Linked DNA regions of Mus musculus: regions 1, 3 and 4 are each linked to region 2. The links are chromatin contacts, called in public HiChIP or PLAC-seq and promoter capture Hi-C maps. All regions are on one chromosome and are shown on one strand. Each heading gives the region's core, a stretch centred on a gene start, on an enhancer-like site or on the middle of the called end of the contact. The rest is flanking DNA. Distances are from core to core; before and after follow the strand shown.

What was found. Promoter capture Hi-C pulls out the DNA fragments that hold promoters and counts their contacts. HiChIP or PLAC-seq counts read pairs in DNA pulled down with a chosen protein or histone mark.
Region 1: a contact with region 2 is called in an H3K27ac HiChIP or PLAC-seq map of embryonic stem cells, with 7 read pairs. The contact joins the promoter of Prrt3 here to the promoter of Cpne9 in region 2. A contact is called at or near these places in 2 of 39 promoter capture datasets (embryonic stem cells and neural stem cells), 1 of 484 Hi-C or Micro-C datasets (embryonic stem cells), 2 of 115 datasets of contacts at active chromatin or transcription factors (both in embryonic stem cells) and 1 of 9 other capture datasets (liver).
Region 3: a promoter capture Hi-C map of liver shows a contact between it and region 2. The contact joins the enhancer-like site here to the promoter of Cpne9 in region 2. A contact is called at or near these places in 13 of 39 promoter capture datasets (the 3T3-L1 cell line, 3T3-L1-derived adipocytes, the C10 cell line and 8 more), 1 of 484 Hi-C or Micro-C datasets (the STO cell line), 2 of 115 datasets of contacts at active chromatin or transcription factors (double positive thymocytes and embryonic stem cells) and 5 of 9 other capture datasets (adipose tissue, embryonic stem cells, liver and 2 more).
Region 4: a contact with region 2 is called in a promoter capture Hi-C map of neural stem cells. The contact joins the promoter of Thumpd3 here to the promoter of Cpne9 in region 2. A contact is called at or near these places in 9 of 39 promoter capture datasets (the C10 cell line, the SN4741 cell line, cranial neural crest and 6 more), 1 of 15 datasets of contacts at CTCF or cohesin (the NIH/3T3 cell line), 4 of 484 Hi-C or Micro-C datasets (the G1E-ER4 cell line, embryonic stem cells, granulosa cells and 1 more), 12 of 115 datasets of contacts at active chromatin or transcription factors (the 230-238 cell line, the SCID.adh cell line, T-cell acute lymphoblastic leukemia and 8 more) and 5 of 9 other capture datasets (adipose tissue, embryonic stem cells, liver and 2 more).

What each region holds. Positions count from the first base shown.
Region 1 is chr6:113,500,394-113,503,273 of GRCm38.p6, reverse strand. Prrt3 (proline-rich transmembrane protein 3) reads left to right here and starts at 1,343. Exons shown (of 4, transcript NM_001289700.1): 1 at 1,343-1,424.
Region 2 is chr6:113,280,910-113,283,738 of GRCm38.p6, reverse strand. Cpne9 (copine family member IX) reads right to left here and starts at 1,432. Exons shown (of 21, transcript NM_170673.3): 1 at 1,198-1,432; 2 at 652-692; 3 at 497-543; 4 at 286-389. The coding sequence starts at 1,265. It overlaps Mtmr14 (myotubularin related protein 14), which reads right to left. Exons shown (of 19, transcript NM_026849.2): 19 at 2,347-2,829.
Region 3 is chr6:113,140,496-113,143,195 of GRCm38.p6, reverse strand. All of the region lies in intron 17 of Setd5 (SET domain containing 5), which reads right to left. Among named protein-coding and RNA genes, the nearest start is that of Lhfpl4, 54 kb to the left of the region's middle. Within about 2 kb of position 1,320, at least 27 of the 459 cell types and tissues checked have an H3K27ac peak or open chromatin away from gene starts, as enhancers often do. A contact at or near this core is called in liver, where this site is marked.
Region 4 is chr6:113,045,009-113,048,053 of GRCm38.p6, reverse strand. Thumpd3 (THUMP domain containing 3) reads right to left here and starts at 1,752. Exons shown (of 10, transcript NM_008188.3): 1 at 1,664-1,752; 2 at 350-639. The coding sequence starts at 607. It overlaps Gm43868 (predicted gene, 43868), which reads left to right and starts at 1,883. Exons shown (of 1, transcript NR_164179.1): 1 at 1,883-3,045.

The DNA.
Region 1 (2,880 bases), core at 94-2,593, 220 kb before region 2:
GGTTGTGGTTTGTTAGTAGCTGTGCTCAAAGAACAAACAAAAGGAAAGAAATTAGATTCAAGGATCTCTCTTTTCTCTATCCTTCTTTCTGTCTCTAGTGATAGGGGGTGAAACTGGGGGTGGGAGGATAAAGTGCGGGGGATGGGGGTGGGAGAAGAACCCAGAAAGTACCTAAGGTCAGCTACAGTTCAGCCTTCTCCATTTCTCCCGCTAGTGTTAGAGGCTGAAGATAAAGAAGGTATTTGTGGTGATTTGAATAACAATGGCTCCCATAAGCTCATATAGTTGAATACTTAGCCATCAGGGAGTGGCCCTATTTTGAAAAGATTAGAAGGATTAGAAAGTGTGGCCTTAACAGAAGCTGTGTGTCAAATGGGGAAGGCTTTGAGGTTTCAAAAGCCCATGCCAGGCCTAGTCTGTCTGTCTGTCTGTCTCTCTGTGTGTGTGTGTTTCTATTGATCAGTATGTAGCTCTCAGCTACTGTTCCAGTGCCTGCCAACATGATGATAAGGGACTAAACCACTGAAGTTGTAAGCAAGCACCCAATTAAATACTTTCTCTTATAGCAGTTGCTTTGGTCACGGTGTCTCTTCATAACAATAGAACAGTGACTCAGGTAGTATTGTATCCAGTCACAAAGGCCAGAAGAAATTACATGATCGGCTAACCACATGCTGAAAATCACCACATCGGAGACCAGAAAGAAGTAGACCTAGGGCTGGCAAGCTGCTTCTGCAGGTAAAGAAGATCTGAGTTTGGTCCCCAGGATACACAAGGCAGAAGGAGAAAACTGACTCCACAGACATGATGTGGTATGCCACAGGCCACACAAATACAAACACACACACACACACACACACACCAAAATAACAACAACAACAATAATAGAAAAGAAGGAGGGTGAGGAGAAAGAAGAAGAAAAGAAGAAAAAAGAAAGAAGTAGATCTTCGAAAATGTGTCAGAATATATTGTAAAATGATGAGGAGAAAGGCAAGTTACAAGAGCAATTAAGAAAGCGTGGGCTCATTTTTATTTAATATGCTCTGGGAAAAGCCTGGAAGATATGCCAGGCTGTATGTATGATCTACCTATGCCTGTATGAATCCAGAGAAAGTGAGCTCCCAGTCCCCGCAGGTATGCAAATAAAGCGGGCTGTAGCTAGAAGGAACACTGCAGAACCCCACAGGGCTCTGACACCATCTGGGCTGTGCTGCTTGTGAGAAAGGGGCGGTGAGGAGCAGCGAACAGAGACCGTTCCCAAAGGAAAGGGTTAAGTATCCCGCGCTCCTGTGGGCGGGCTTGACGAGGAGATCGGCAGAGCCGGGCTCTGCTGGCCAAGCCTGAGCATCTCGGAGGATGCGCCTCCGGGAGCGGCTGCAGGGACGCGCGCAAGGTGAACGCATGGCTGCGGATGCAGCGCGCAGGTGAGGAGCTGGCCGAGGGAAGGGGAGATGGCGGGACCCAAGAAGGCAAGGAGCAAGGCTTACAGCCCCTTCGCGGGCATGGGCCTGCACGGTGCCAAACCCCACCCGGGACACTGCGGGAAGGCATGGAGCCAGGGAGAGAGAAGCTGGAGAAGGAGGAAGAGAGGTAACCCGAGATGGACCAGCTTCTGCAGGCTGTCCTGCAGAGGCCCTCACCCTGCTCCCCCCACCCCCTAGTCTCTGCGGCTGATTGATCTCATCTCCCCTCAGAACTGTCCAGCCATGGGGACCCTAATGCTAGGCAAGCTCCTGCCTGGACTGCGGGTGCCCACATCTCTTGCATCGGGGGTGGTAGGCAGATGGCATGTTATTCACTGAAGGCCCAGCTCAGCCATCTCCTCCTCTGCAAAGTCTACAGAGCTGTACGGGCTTCAGTATCTCTAGTATGTGTTTTCAGCTGGCTGTGCGACCTTGGACAAGTTGCTCAACCTCTCTGACTCTTGGTTGCCCACTCTCCTTTCCTGTGTGATGGGTACTTGCACCTGCTGTATGGGAAGGTTTAGAACAGAGGCCTAACTAAGCAAAGAGCTCAACACAGGGTATTATTATAACCTATATCCATATCAGGGGCCCCAAGTCCTTCCTTCGCACACCTCATCCCCAGCCTCAGAACTGAGGACTTTATGGGTCCCCAGACCCCAGCCTGGCCTATGAGCAGAACCTGGGGCTTAATAGATGTTTGAGAGAGGGCTTACCAAGACTTAAAGGCTGTCTGAATTAACGCTGTGACTGGACCCAAGAGGTCTTTGAATCCCCTGAAACTTCCCACAACCTCTGATGAGCCTAGGGGTACTCCTCGGAAGAGTCTCTGGGGTTACCTCTAACTTCTCCTAGTGTCTGAGCCACCAAAGGTGGCTGTGTCCAAGAGGAAAAGGACACAGCACCTGCCCCTAACACAGCTGGCCCTCAGCTGGCTGGCCACTGCTGATCCCTCCTACCTCCCTGGCCTACTTAAGGATGGACTTAGGAATAGGGACCTCTTGGGAATATATCTACCTGGGCCCGGATTGTACAGGGGCTGGAGGTGTAAAGGAAAAAGACAGGAGCCCCAGGCCAGCGGCAGACAGGAGATGATATACAAGGGAGCTTTGCTCCGGATAGGGAGAGCCAGGAACAGAAGGCATCCCTGGAGAGGAGTGTCTAGGCTAATACGAACTACCCTCCAATTGTCCCTGGACATGATGCCGACCTCTTTCCCTTTAAAAAACACTGCTTCTCAGACCGCCTCCTGTCGGAGCTCTCCAATCCACGTGATGGTTCACAGGAGCCCTTGCTGACTAGCCCCTGCCTGCTGACCACCAGCCACCCCAAAAGAGGTGTTCTGAACTCACTGAGTTCACGCCTGCTCCTGAGTCTTTGTATATGCTATTGCCGCTGCCAAAGGCTTTCCCCTCAG
Region 2 (2,829 bases), core at 183-2,682:
TGGGAGGGCGCCTGAGGCCAAGGTGGAGCTAAATTAGAAGGCAGGGTTGTGGGCAGGGCCTGGTTTGGGGAGGGAACTGGATGGATTCTGCATAAGGAGGCGCCAACTTGGGTGTGGGGGGCGGGGTTAAGAACAGTGAAGCCTTAGAAGGACCTGGGCTAGGGGGAGGAGCCAGGTAGCAAGGTGAAGTGGGGGCGAGACCAGGCAGAATTCTGGCTGATCCAGGTTGGGGGGTGGTGGTGGAGGGGGGTGGAGGGTAAGACAGGATTCTAGGAGGAGCCTCACACATCGAAGCGGAGATTTTGCTTTTCCTCAAAGAAATAGTCGAGAACGAATTTGCGCACGAAGTCTGGATTCAGTGTGTTGTCAATCACCTCGGTTCGTCCGAACTGGGCAGCAGGGAGGGGTGGGAGGACGGAGCATGAACGCAAGGCGTGCAGTCGGGCTAGAGGTTCCCGGGAGCGGCCCTGAGCTGGGCTGGGGCTCGGGGACTCACCTCCCGCCACTCCTGGCTGGCCCGGCTCTGCGTGTGAAGCACCACCACTGCGGGTGAGGGCAGGGGAGGGGAGCTCGTCAGGTCGGCCCGCACCCCTCACCGCCCCACCCGCTCCTACACCCCGGGTTCCTCCTCCAGGCCCTGGAGCTGCTTACTGGGGTCCGACTTGGAGAATGTATCCAGGTCTAGCAGATTCCTAGAGAAAAGCATCAAACAGATGGACAGAGGGCTAGCTCATTCTGGCGCTCACCACCTTGACACAGTCCTGAACTGACTGGGCACCTGGAGGAGACGTGGGGTGCAAATTGTATTCCCTCCTTATTACTATTCCCAGTGACTGTTGGGGTCCACACTGCCAACATTCAGGACAACATCAGACATCTCTGACAAATGGCTCTATATGTGCCCGCACTGTCTCCAAGGGTCCAGGACTACGGCTCGCCCCAGAACTTTGGTCCCTTGTGGCCCAGCTCTTCAGCGATTCCCATAGCCCACCTTTTGAGCCGGTAGGCTTGGGTGGGGCTGCCCAGGGAGACCCCCTTTTTCATCCTGCCAGTGACTCCAGCCTTCAGCCTCAGTTCTCTGTTGCTCGCTCCTGGTCGTCCCCTCTGTGGTCTAGCCCCCTGCCCACACTGAACCCGCAGCTGCGGTAGGCTGGGGAATTGCCAGTACTTAAACCCTCCCCAGCGCGGCCCGCTCACCGGCACGACACAGTAATTTCAATCTTGGTGGCCGGGACGCTACGCTCCGAGGCTCCGCTGAGAGACATGACTGGTCCAATGGCCAAAGCCGCGTAGGGGCTGCGAGACCCCGGGTGCCGAAGCTAGGGGCGGTGGCGAGGCCGGCCCATGTGCGGAGGCAGCGGCTCTCTCCAGCCTTGTGTGCGCTCCGCTGCTCGCGCCCTGACAGTGGCCACCAGCAGCAGCGGCTCCAGATGGCAGCACAGCCCCGCCCGGCCCTGCAGGCGGCCCCCGCCCCATTGGAGCAGCCTGGAGCTAGTCGGGGAAACTCACTCAAACCCCAACTCTGGCCCACACATCCTCTGGAAACACCAGAGCAATGAAAACCTTAGAACTATCCATGGTCCTGAAATATTGGGCTGGCAGGTGGGAGTTGGTAGCCAATTCTGAGCAGCGCTCATCTTTCCCGACCCATCTTGATCTCTGGATATGAAGTTACATTTCCCCCTTAATATTTGTGTGGCCTTGAGCAAGTTACTCAATATTAGTGGTTATGGCCCTAGTGGCAGCTACTGGCATACTTTAAGATAGGCTTAGTGACCTCTGGGTATTCACATTGATGGCCTATTAGGTCAGGGCTCTGGGGAACAGTTCATTGGCACAGCACCTGGTCTACTATATGCAAAGGCCTAGGGCCCATCCTCAGTACAGGGTGCGAGAGGAGGATCAATGAATGGTGAAGAGCTCTGAATCAAGCAGCCCCCTCCCTGTGCCGTGTCCACTGCTGCCTCCACAGCCCAGAAGCCTGCCCCTCTATTGGCTCAGGTCTCCTATCCCAGAGCACTGTCGCTTCAGGGTTTAACTAAAGATGAAAGCCGCCGGGCGTGGTGTTGCACGCCTTTAATCCCAGCACTTGGGAGGCAGAGGCAGGCGGATTTCTGAGATTGAGGCCAGCCTGATCTACAGAGTGAGTTCCAGGACAGCCAGGGCTACACAGAGAAACCCTTCTCGAAGAAAAAAAAAGCAAGCCAGTGAGGATATGCAGAACTTGCACAGAACAGGTAGTTGTGGTCGAACCCACTCAGCTGCTGACCTCTCCTTCCAACCCAGTCTCACGGGTTTATATGCCACTCCTCGTGGCTTACGCTGACTGATGGGGACTGAGAATTTGACTTGGTGGTAGAGCATTTATTTGCTTATAAACACAAGCCCGGGTTTCTTTCCCCAGCAAAGAAGGAACAGAGATAAATCCTACTTCGTAACTCCCCCAAACTCCAACCCTTCATTCAGCACGAGGCCAGGCAGTGAAGATTCCGAGCAGCTCAACGACGGTCACAACCGGATGAAATGCTAATGAAAAGCCATTCAAAAAACTTGCTTTTATTTTGTGATTAGTGTGAAATTGCCTCATTTTCAGTGCAGGTGATTCTCCTTCCCAGGAAACAAAAATTGCAGAATGGGGTTTTGCTGACATTATAATCTCCATGAGGCCCTGGGAACGCCCCTGTACCCTCCAACACAATTCTGAGAGTTGACAGTAATCTGAACACCAGGGTCAGTGGAAGGCAGTGAGTGGCGAGAGTGGTCACCAGTCAGGAGGTTGGGAGGTAGAAAGTCCCATCCTCAGGCCTGCTCAGGTTTGGGGCTGCCATG
Region 3 (2,700 bases), core at 71-2,570, 140 kb after region 2:
CTGCTGTCTATCAATCTATCAAAGAACTGCTAAAGCCTACCGCCAAAAAGCATATCAAAGGCTGAAATGCACCAGTGATAAAACCGACCCATTACTGCTTATCTGTATCGCTTAACACCAACATTCCCTTAACTAGACAGATCAGTTATCAAAGCCTTTCTAATATTGAATCTTTAGCAACCCAAGACAGAGCAATCTATACTTTCCCAACAAGATGGACTCACAATACTCAGGAAGTTAACAATAAACTAGTGGAATATAATCTTTTCAGTTTCATGATGATCTACAGAATATCCTACTGACTGAGAATTTGGTGATTAGTCAGGGAGTAGGGCCCTAATTATTTTGGAAAGTGAGACTAAAGGCCAGTTAATTTTGAAAAGGTACAGAGAAAAAAAGCTCCATGTAGATTTATAGGGTTAATAATTAATTACATGTCTAAAGCTTATTATAACTGCTAACACTGAAATCATGATTTTGGATCTTTAGGGTAGGAGGGTTTCTTAGCAAAGTACTGAAATTGGTATCCTAAGAGGTATAAATCACTGCACACAAACTGTATCCCAGCCTCTGCACAAGAGAAGGTTTGTAACCCAGAGCTTGGGCTTAAGCTTCCTTACATACTTACACCCAACTAGGCACTCCAGAGGAAATGAAGGAAAGCCAGAGAACGCTGGATTCCCTAAAGGAAGCTGCTCATCTGTCACCCAAAGCCCAGACACCCAGCCGTGTGAGCTGTCAGTTTAACCCCAATTATACATTGCTGACATGATACTGAGACAGTGTCGACCAACTCCAGTTTCCTTGTTAACAGGAGGATGTTATTCATGACTTTCTCTAACAATGCTCTCATGCACATAGAATCTACATCCTCTGAAGATTCTCTTTAATGAAACTCTTCAGCCATTCCTTCTCCCAAATGACAACAAAAGCAACCCCACAACATAAAAACAGCTACTCATTTCCCCACGGTCCTGTGCAGTCAGTTTTTATATAAGATCCACTCTATTTGCTGTGAATGAGAGGCCACCCTCCAGTCCAGCCCCCTCACCCCCCAATTCAGGACCACCCTTGTGCACTCACTCTCAGCCTGCATGTGATTGAGATGGTATGGTAACTACCTCTGGTGACAGGGGCTTAGGCCTATGTGCAGGGGAACCCTCAGGGGAGGAGATGTTCTAGAGGAGGAAAAAGTATCTTGTTATTTATCTTCTCAGAGTCAAGAAGCAAAACAGAAAGTAACGATAAGCATGGCTGTTTGCCACACTTTTTAGGGAGGGATTTGGTGGTGAGGATGGTTAATGTTTATGCATATGGTAAATGTTTAACTGCAGAACTCACTTCCACAAAGTGGTTAGTTCAGCTAAATGCTTCCTGGTACCTTAGAAAGGACTTATAATGTTTCATGCTATCAATGAACACCTCAATTAGAACTCAGGAAAGAATTAGGTGAATCATTTTAGAGGGCTCACAGTGTTTCTTATGGTGGGGCACAACCTACTCCTTATTCTTCCTAGAGGAACTCTGTTTCTTCACCCCATACTTCCTCTGATTATAATCTTTCTTTTCTTTATTCTCTTACTAGCTTTAGGGGTATACCTGTGAACTATGATCAGTTCCTCTCAAGTGACTGTTATACACCTGCACACATCTAACAGAGTTAAAAATCCATTGTACTTACTGGATCACAAAACAAACAAAGCACCCTCCCACCCCAATACCATGTATATGTGTATTTTTTCTGTGACTTTCATAGGACAGAACATTTTGCTGAGGTAATACCTCTCTAACACATGGGAACTGGAGAGTGAGCTCTTGAGGTGATGGTGTGAAGGGTAACATGAAAGTGATGATAGCAGCTATGACAAGGACTCTGTACCAGGCACTGGGGAAAAGGGAAAGTTCTCAATATACAGACTATCAACAACTGAGGCCCAGAAAACAGACGTGGGCTATGCTATGCTAGGATATATAAATGGAGCTGCTTCAGCAAAACAAGGTGGATAGCAATGTTTTAGAATGGGGAGGGTGCTGGGTGTACAAAGCACAGGGCTCTTGTTTTCCTTCTTCTAGATTCTTTCCCCTCCTTCTCTGTGACTGTGTACCTCATCCCCTCAGTTCTAGATATGAACACGCTTCTTATTCAAGGTTTTTCCTTTCCACTTGGAGCTGGTTTTACTCCTGACACTTATTGATATTTCACTGCTACTTTATTTTTCACAAATTTTTAAAAATACTATTTTTACTTTAGGTGTACAAGTGGTTTGCCTTCCTGTGTGCCTGTGTAAAACATGCACACAATGCCAGGAAATGTCAGAAGAGGGCATTAAATCCCTAGAGACTAGAGTAACAGATAGCTGTGAGGAACCATATGGGTGTTATGGGAATTAAAAATTGGGTTCTCTGAAAGAATGGCCAGTGCTCTTAATGGCAGTCATCACTCTAGCCTGCATTTTAATATTTTTTTTTTAGCTTTTTTTGGTTTTGTTTTGGTTTTTTGAGACAGGGTTTCTCTGTGTAGCCCTGGCTGGCCTTGAACTCAGAAATCCACCTGTCTCTGCCTCCCGAGTGCTGGAATTAAAGGTGTGCGCCACCACGCCCAGCTCTTTTTAACGTTTAACAGACAAGTTTATTTCAACATTTTCTTCTTTCAAATAATAATTTTATGTTTAAAAAACAATATGGAAATAAAATTTGTAT
Region 4 (3,045 bases), core at 503-3,002, 240 kb after region 2:
AGGAAACCTCAGCTTTTGTGTGTACCCAAACTTTTGCTAAAGTAAATTTACGTGTCATAGACATTGGTAGGTATTTCATTTCGGTGAATAAATCATCAGGAAATGCTACGATCACTTCTAAACCATATTAAACTAACGCTAAAATGTACTAAACTGAATATACATTACAAAGACATTATAAACAGCAACATAGTAAACTAGTCAATTTCATAAATTAGTACACAACAGAAAATGCAGCTACTTTAAGCAGAACAGAGTAAAGGATTCCCAAGGGGGGGAGGGGTGTCTATAAACCAGAAAAATAATCATAAAATAACCAAGACTAATTTAAATACTGTTTTGTTCAAACCTGAGCCAGACTTTCCACTGCAATATCAAAATAGATCTTTCCGCGGTCTTTGCTGATTCTGCAGGCCGACTTCAGTTTCTCTCTCACTTCCCCCGCAGCCGTTTGTTCAAAGCCAGTGGGTACAGTGGCTCCAATAGTGACTTGGAGATGCTCCGACTCACTTCTGACGCCGCTTTCTACCAGCGACACAGGCTCTTTGTTGCCATCAAGGTTCATACCCAGGCACTCTCTGGTAGCTTCTTGAGTGTCACAAGACATGATGGAGATGTTTCTAAAAGGACCAACAGTCTCTAGAGGCAATACAGGGAAGAAAAAGGGAAACAATGCCATCTCTTTTTGTATTTCAATGTACCTATCGAGTTAAAACTGTAGTATAAATAAGGGCACGGATTACAGGCAGTGAAACGTGACTAAACAAGCAATATGCAGGCTCATCAGGAGAAAAGACAAGAGTGTTTCCACTGCATGCAGTGCTTGGCTTAGGCTCATCTGTGTTGGTAAGCACCATCTTACATTTGCTAACATGAATAGAGAAGCTCCTCTGTTGCTCTTTCAGCTTAGCACTTCAGGATGTGAGGCTGTAGTGGTTCAGAGTTAAAAATTCTTGCTTCCCACACTCGCGGGTCCAGGAAGCAAGTTACTCCTGCCTAGTTTCGAACTGGAAACTAAATATATCTCTCTTTCCCAAAGACAGAAGATTTTAACGAGAACAACACAATTCTGGACTAATGATCAAAACTTTTAATGTATGGGTGAGGTATCTACTTTCCGCCATGTAGACAAGTGGGCAGTGAATTTATTAAAGATTAACTCAACTTCCACTATCTAAACAATTACAAATATCTGAAAGCCTACTATGTGGTGACGCCGAGATCCAATGACGCGCATGCTGGGGACACCTTGGAAATGTCTGAAGCTAGTAATACAGACGTCCTGTGGGAGTGTTTGTGGAGGTTGAAGGGGCTGGAGTGGTGTTACCGTGATGGAGGGCCCACACCTCCCACCAGCTTTTCAAAAGCGCCGTGGCTTAAGCTAACATCTTCCTTGTCCCTAATGCTGTGCCAACCAAGAACAGGCCACAGAGGTGAACGCGGTTCCACCGTGTCACCGTTCGCCACTGTGAACACAACTCCTACGGACAGTGTGGAGAGCAGAAGGGCTGTTCGGACCGAAGGGCAGTGGCTCTCTCACTCCCACCCTCTGCGAAGCCCAGCGAGAGTCCAGACGCTCAGCCCCAGCACCGACCTATACGAAGCCACCGCCGTCTTCCCCTGCGTCCCACCCACCCGGCCACTCCCAGCCGCGGCCAGTTACCGGCAGCAAGCACAGACCCTTCCGGTCTCCGCACCGCGAGCACGCCGCCGGAAGCCGAGGTGCCAGCCCGGAAACGGAAGTCAGGCCTCGGAGGGCACGGTGCTCCCACGCTCCGGGGTAGGCGGGGGAGTGTGCGCGGAGAGCTGTGCGCAGTTGGGTGCACTCTGACCCGGAAGAGGAAGAACGGCCGGTAGGCCGGTCACCTGCCCGGAGGGAACCACTGCGGAGGGCGCTCTCCTAGCGAGCGGATGCTCGGTTGTTCTACTTCCTCTGCCCTCAGTGTCGAGCACTGGGGTGAGACTGGGACTTGATTCCAGTCTTAAAGCCAGAGAAACCGAGGCTAAAGAGATTCTTCTCCCCCATTCCCGTCTTGCACAACACTCTTTACTTGGAATTTCTTTTTGAGATTGGAGTCTCACTATGTAGCCCTGACTGGCCTGCTCGTTTTGTCGATCGTTCTGTCCTGGAAATCACAGATATCCGCTGTCTCTGCCTCCGGGATGCTAGGACTACAGGTGTGCGCCACCATACCCGGCTTGGATTCTGCAGGGACCGGCAAGCTGTGCTGTAACTAGAGTATAGCCCCTAGCCTAGCCTGCGGTTTTCAGATCATGTTTCTCTATATATGCCAAAGGTTACATTTCCTATATTTTAGTTACATGTATTTCCTGTGTGTGTGGAGGGAGCTTGTGTGCCACACCTGAGGTCAGAGGACAACTTGGCAGAAGTTGCTTCTCTTCCACCACGTGGGTTCCAGTGATCCAGCTCAGCTAATCAGGATGGGTAGCAAGAGCCTTTACCCTCTAAGACGTCTCACCAGCCCCAAATGTAACATTTTAAAAGAGGAAACTTAGAACTCAACAGAAAGAGACAGCCGGATTTTGGGGGGGGGGGGGGAGCGATGGTGGAGAGATGGCTCAGTGATTAAGGCTTGCTTTTCCAGAGAATTCAAATTTGGTACCCAGCACCCACCCACCTCTGGCCGCTCTCAATACCTGTAACTTCAGGGGCTCTGACAGCCAAGTCTGGCTCCAAGGGCATTATGACACTGCATTGCAATCTCTCTCTCTGCCTCTCCCCTCATCCTCACCAATAAATAAATAAATAAATAATAAAAATTGTTTAAAGTTTCAGTGGTGGCAGCAGCAGCTGAGGCATGGAGCCACACTGTCCTTGTCAGCACGGACAATGAGAAAGGTAAAAACCGGATCCTTGCCTTGGATGCATCAAAGAGTTTAGGAGCAGCCAGTATCGTAGAAAGCGGCGTTGTAGTTTAGTAAAAAATAAAAAAGGGGTCTGACAAACGGCCCAGCATGTAAAAGGTGTCTGCCATCAAGCCTGGCCATCTGCATTCTATCCCCAGGACCCACACTGTGGAAGGA